2 separate regions of the Bicyclus anynana genome follow, and region 1 is linked to region 2. A link is a contact called in public Hi-C data. All regions are on one chromosome and are shown on one strand. The core of a region is the stretch at or near the end of the contact, and the rest is flanking DNA. Distances in the headings are between cores, read along the strand shown.

Evidence for each region. A called contact is a pair of places that touch in the nucleus more often than the background predicts.
Region 1: a Hi-C map of whole body shows a contact between it and region 2, with 3 times the contacts expected there. The contact joins the promoter of LOC112051009 here to the enhancer-like site in region 2. A contact is called at or near these places in 2 of 2 Hi-C or Micro-C datasets (whole body and whole larva).

What each region holds. Positions count from the first base shown.
Region 1 is chr5:18,690,270-18,693,409 of ilBicAnyn1.1, reverse strand. LOC112051009 (nuclear receptor-binding protein homolog) reads left to right here and starts at 1,794. Exons shown (of 10, transcript XM_024089469.2): 1 at 1,794-2,266. The coding sequence starts at 2,141.
Region 2 is chr5:18,631,042-18,634,178 of ilBicAnyn1.1, reverse strand. The region is part of intron 1 of LOC112051009 (nuclear receptor-binding protein homolog); the gene reads left to right. Among protein-coding and RNA genes, the nearest start is that of LOC112051017, 27 kb to the right of the region's middle. Within about 2 kb of position 1,853, at least 8 of the 8 cell types and tissues checked have open chromatin away from gene starts, as enhancers often do.

The sequences.
Region 1 (3,140 bases), core at 545-3,044, 59 kb before region 2:
GTCAATATCTAATATTCGTAACTACATAATATTATTAAAATAATATGGAAGTTCGACAAGTTTTATATAACTTGCACTTAATTTACTTAACATTAGAAGCGTAAAACTAGATGGTCCAAGTCCAGTATAATAATTTATAGGTAGGTACGAACTTCTGGAATATCAAGCCTAGCATATCAAGAATACAACCGAGAATAATCGAGGCTCTAAAGTGTTCGCGAGAGATATGTCTATTGGACGAAGACAGTTGACAGTTATTATATTATTATTTATCTACTTTTGTAATTATTTTTCAATATAAATGTGAAAACTTCGCTGGCTTAATGTCAACAACTAGATAAGTAATATGTAAAGCTGTTTGTTTTCCTTCATAAATAATGACAAAAAATACAATTATACACTTCTACCTAAAAGCCTGTTGACAATTTGGCCAAAGATCCTAGACCAAAATTGACTCGACACTATACCAAAGATATACCGGATGTCAGCCTATACGATATTAGTGTGGCTCTGAAACAACTTAAGAACAACAAGGCACCAGGTGATGGCTGAATCACAGCAGAACTCCTGAAAGCGAGTGGAAAACCAACGCTTAAGGACCTTCAGCGATTGTTCAATTCCGTCATTCACGAGGGCACAACGCCTAAGCATGGCACAGGAGCGTGGTGGTTCTGTTCTTCAAAAAAGGTGACAATACCTTACTAAAGAATTACAGACCCATCTCGTTGTTGAGTCATGTCATCGAGAGTCATCACGAATCGTCTCGCCTGTAGGTTTTAAAAATTCCAGCCTCCCGATCAAGACGGATCCGAGCAGGCTTAGTACCATAGACTACACCCATACGCTACAAAATACCGAAGAACACCAGCCACTTTGCTTAACATTTTGGAAGATGTCTTTAGGCTTTTGAACTGGAACAGATTTCATCAACAACATCAATGGTAAGTACATCACTCAACTACGGTTTGCCGACGATGTAGTCATTATGGCAGAGACTCTGGATGACCTTAGTACCTACCATGCTCATCGATCTCATCAGAGTTTCTCAACGTGTGGGCCTTAAAATTAACATGAGCAAGACGAAAATCAGGTACCGCTCCACCCAGTTATTGTTGAGAACTCTGTGGTGCTTGAAATTGTTTACGAATATAGGTATATACCTAGGACACACAGTCTAGTTAGGTAGGTCCAATTTTGAGAAAGAGGTGAATCGCCAAAACCAGCTCGGCTGGTCAGCTATCGGAAAACTCTGCGACATCTTTTCGTCCGAAGATCCAAGACTTGGTCGCTGACTATGGGTCTTATTCGAAGGCTCATATGGAGCGAGCTATGCTTGGAGTTTCCATCGGCTGATAAGGTAAGGTAAGGTAAGGGTAAGGTTCAAAATCCGAATTCGAACCATCAAACATTAATAATTTTGAAACGTATTCATAAGCTCTACTATTCTTGTTTTATTTTAAGTGCAGCGCCACCTAGTCTGTGTGCTCGAATATTCGAAAAACAATCTGTAGCTTCATGGCCTCGTACAATCTCGTTTAACGTGTATTATGTCTTGTTCAAATTAAAATATAGATGTCACTTTCAAGTCCATTGTTTCATGTTAGTAAACTAGATGGCACTGTAAAAAATTAAAATAATTTTATATTTAAATATATAAACATACTTTAATTAAATTTAATTTAGAATAATGTTTTAAAGAGATTCTAAAATTGTTAATTAATTTAAAAATAAAAAGACTAAACTTGTCTATGGTCATTGGAAACTGGAAAGGACGGAAAAAAGTGAAAGTGTCTATGGTTTTATATTTGTGTCGGATAGAAATACGTCGAGAGATACGCCGGCGAACAATTTATTTCAATTACCATGAGTAAGCTCGCTGGACTCGTTGCGTTCTATCGCTTTGTGTAGAGAAATCTTTTATCTTTTTCAAGGAGTACAGTCTTTCTATATAGTGCCGTGTAATGAATAATGGTTTGGGATGAAACGTTAGTGACACCTAGTCTTGCAACCTTGGTTATGGTTACAAGAAAAAGTGTATTTTGAAAATATTTCCTAGTGTTTTCTCTGGTGAAAACATCTGTGAAGTATCAGTTGACTGTGCGGTGTTGGTTTGTTTGTTTGGTGTCGAGCGCTCGGTGAGATGTCCGGTGGCCGGAGTATCGACAAAGAGCGGAAGTCCCCCAGAGAAAGTGGGGAAGACTCCGAGGACGAGAGCGAGATCCTGGAGGAGAGTCCCTGTGGACGCTGGCTCAAACGTCGTGAAGAGGTACGTAATTTTTTTAAAAGTTATATCCAACGTAGGAGTATGTAACACTGACCAAAGCTGTCATCAGCTGATTCACAAGGTTAGCTGATGTTTTATTAAAAATAAGACGTAGTTTTGTATATGTAGGCCATTCAGTGTATTGAATGAAATTGATTTTAATTTGATAATAAAGAATCGTTACAACACAATTTAAGGCATGATAAAAGATAACTTTTGCAGAAAATGCCCAGTTTGTATACAGTATGTGTAATGTTTACATGATCAGTAACATTATCTGTATGTTGTTGTACACTGGTTGAAATCTATGCTTTCCTTAACTCAATATATCTATATTGAGTTATTAAAGCTAAAAATGTATAGTATGCCCCAAATACTGTGGCAGCCAAAGATTTTATAATAGAGATATGTAACTAGCACATCACAACAGGGGCAAAGAAAAGCGGCTAATTGTATTAATTTCATTGAGTCACATATAATTGTGACTCACTGAAAGTTATTTATACAAATAATACCTAAATAAATATTGTATACAATGTTGAGGTGTGAATTTGTGTTCAGGAGCTATAAAATTGTGCATGTGTGCTCAGTGGAGTTGCTAAATTCTGATCACTTTTTGTGATGATTTTGTAGGCACGTAACATATCTATAGTGTATAATATTGTTGGTGGCAGCATCCCAAACAATGTGGAGTGTACAAAACATCCCTGCTGGGTTATAATCATAGCTGGGCACCGTTAATCAAATAGTTAACTTCGTTAATCGTTAATCCGCTACAAAAAATGTTAGCTTCGTTAAACGTTAAAGCGTTACATTCCGGAAGAATTAACGCAAGTTAACGTTAATCGTTAATCCGTTAATATGACTGGTTAATATT
Region 2 (3,137 bases), core at 604-3,103:
GATTTTCTGTTTCGTGATACATCAGCCAACTTCAGAAGAGAACATAAAATGGTGACATAGAAACGCGCTCGACTAATGTAGACTGATCTCGAAACACTCGATTCACAACAACACGTATTAATTGTCTCTCATTGCCAATGCCAATACCGCCAATACCACTTTATATTTATGCGGAGATGCGTATTCCCAAAGTATACATAGTACAACAACGCGGATCCATTTAGTCCAAAGCGTACTAAAATATCGAGCTATCAATTATACCTATTTGTGCAATCAATACTACACGCACATACCTAGTAGGTAATAATCGTGAATCGTAATCAAATCGGATACGCCAATTGCGATTAAATAATTTAAACGATTGCAGTTGAAGGTTTGTTTAAGCACTTAATTTATAACGCACACAATTCGCACATGCCTACAATCATTGAACACAAAATTTGCTAAACGACAAAATTCCGCCTGCTTCTGTGTGACGAACTCACTGCGACACAGAAGCGACTTTACTCGTAAAAGAGTTGACACTACTTCACCGAATTCGATACGTATGAAGAATAACAGTTGAAATCTAAATATCTTGGAAATTGATAATAAGTTTTAATTCTATTGATTTGACCTTTTGTATTGAAGTATACTTGGGATATTTTGATTTGATTATATAATTAGAGTTTAAGGTCTTGTTTTCATGACGTTGAATTCGTAAAAATGCGTAAAATGCATTTTGCAAAGCAATTTTTCCAGTGCATATAAATCAACGTTGCCGTCAAACGGTTATACATTCAATCGCGATTTAGTGTAACGTCTTACGTAATATGGAAATACGCGTTGGCGTTTCCATGACATTCCACAAGAAGTGCGGCCGCGTCACGCACTGCGCTGCGGCGTGCGAGTGGCCACGTGTGTGACGTCACCGCACTGCAATTAGCTGTGCTAACGAACCCTGCGCGTGCGCCGATAACACTGCGCGCCGCCCGCGTGATTGCACTCGATAGCCTAGAGCAAAGGTCCTCAACGTGGATGGTACCGCCCACTCGTGGGGTTTGACAATGTCAGGTCGTAGGCTTGAAAAAAGTTCCGTGAGGTTTTTAATGTGGACATGTTTTTAATGTGTGGTGGTTCAACAGTTAGCATCCTTCGAACTGAACTGGTGGGAGGCTTCGGCCATGGCTAGTTACCACCCTACCGGCAAAGACGTACTGCCAAGCGATTTAGCGTTCCGGTACGATGCCGTGTCGAAACCGAAAGTAGTGTGGATTTTCATCCTCCTCCTAACAAGTTAGCCCGTTTCCATTTTAGACAGCATCATCACTTACCATCAGGTGAGATTGTAGTCATGGGCTAACTTGTAAAGAATAACCAAAAAAACTTTAAAATTGAAAACCTCCTCCTTTTTTTTGAAATCGGTTAAAAAGCGTTCTAAACTTAAAGTAATCAAAAACTAGCGTTCATGAAGCTGCTATATTCATGATTTATATGTACATATACAGCCTTAGATCAAAAGGTAGGAGTGTGAATGAATGAAAAATGTGAATGATGCGCGTTACGCCCAAGATCAATGACACCAAGCTAAATTTTTATATGTAGCATAGACAAATCAGCACATAAATTAAAAAAAGTATTCTCCGTGTGAATTTAGTCTATACATATACATATACTATCTGTGTATAAAATTTCATCCAAAACAATGTTGCCGTGTTTGTGCAATCCTGTAACAAACACATACGGTCAAGATAATTTCAATTCAATTGAAGCAACCGAAAATCAGGATAATTCGGCCACTCGGCTCCAAGGTCCGCGGCTACTTTATCAGCTCGTAACGAGTAACGAATGGGCAATTAATGACGTCGGCCGATACGTGAGCCTCGCTCCGTGCCTCAGGCCGCTGATACTGTGCGGTATTATTAGACGGGAGGTGTTCAGCGCCATCTACTGGCCACACGCGAGAAACTGGGTCTGTGTTTTTCTTATTATTCTCATTCTTATAGTATAATTGAATAAAAGCCGGCGCTACTTTGTCGAAGTTCAATAAATCATAGTGAACAATTGATTTGTTTTGCTCTTATCCGCGAAAAAACGACGTATCCAGACGACGGCACCCATATCCAACAGAAAATCCTATCCGCGCTTTTCACCCCGAAACCGGTGCATCCTCGGATCTGGATGTCGACAGGTTTTCTCTTGGATTTGGCGGTTTTTCATGGATAATAGCGATATAAATCAATTCCTTAGGGCCGAAACAATTTTTTTCCCAACTGGACCTATCCCGAACTGCATTCTTTAGATTAATCCGGCACAGATCGGCAGCCTTCATCTCCGCTTCTATAAACCGCTGTCTGCTTCTAAGTAGCCTTTGGCCTGCTACGTCTTCGCTTGCCTCCTCTAGGATACCACTTGAAGGACTCCTGTGCAACATGTTAACATTGACCTATCCGGTTTTTATGCTTTTGATTTGGTCAAGGATAAAGGGGTTCCTTAGCGAGGTCCAAAGTTCATTATTGGAAATATTAACAGGCCAGAATATGACAAAGATGGTACGTAGACACTTGTTAATGAAGCTTATTTAAAATTAATCAATTAGTCACTTATTATTCCCTCAATAAATCATTTACGACTAATGTTCCGGCCTGTTATGATTGAATTACAAAAATCATTTAAAAATATATGAAAATAGTACAAAACCGGCATAAGCATGTTACATAGGGCATTATAATCAATCACAATAAACAAGCCCTATAGTTTGATTTGATCAACAATAAATAACAGAAAGATAATTCAAATGTAATTAGTTTTGTGGGCGGTAATGGTGAACATATCAGATTTCAAAGGAATATAATATTGTCACAAAGCAAATCTAACATAACGATCATATTATAGACATGTCGAAGGGTAATCTGATATGATATACAAATAAATATAAAATAAATGTGACATGATGTCCGTTTATAAATAGCATTCCGAGCGGAGTACGTAGAAGAGATTCAATTGAATGATCGGTCCCCGCGGGAAGCCGATGCGACTTATTTGACGGTATTGCATTCACATGTGAATGAAAATAAACAGCCATTGTGTGCAAATTGGACTTGGACCGACTTGCCTCTTGGGGACGTTCCGGGGTTTGATTAAAAATTGGTCTCTTA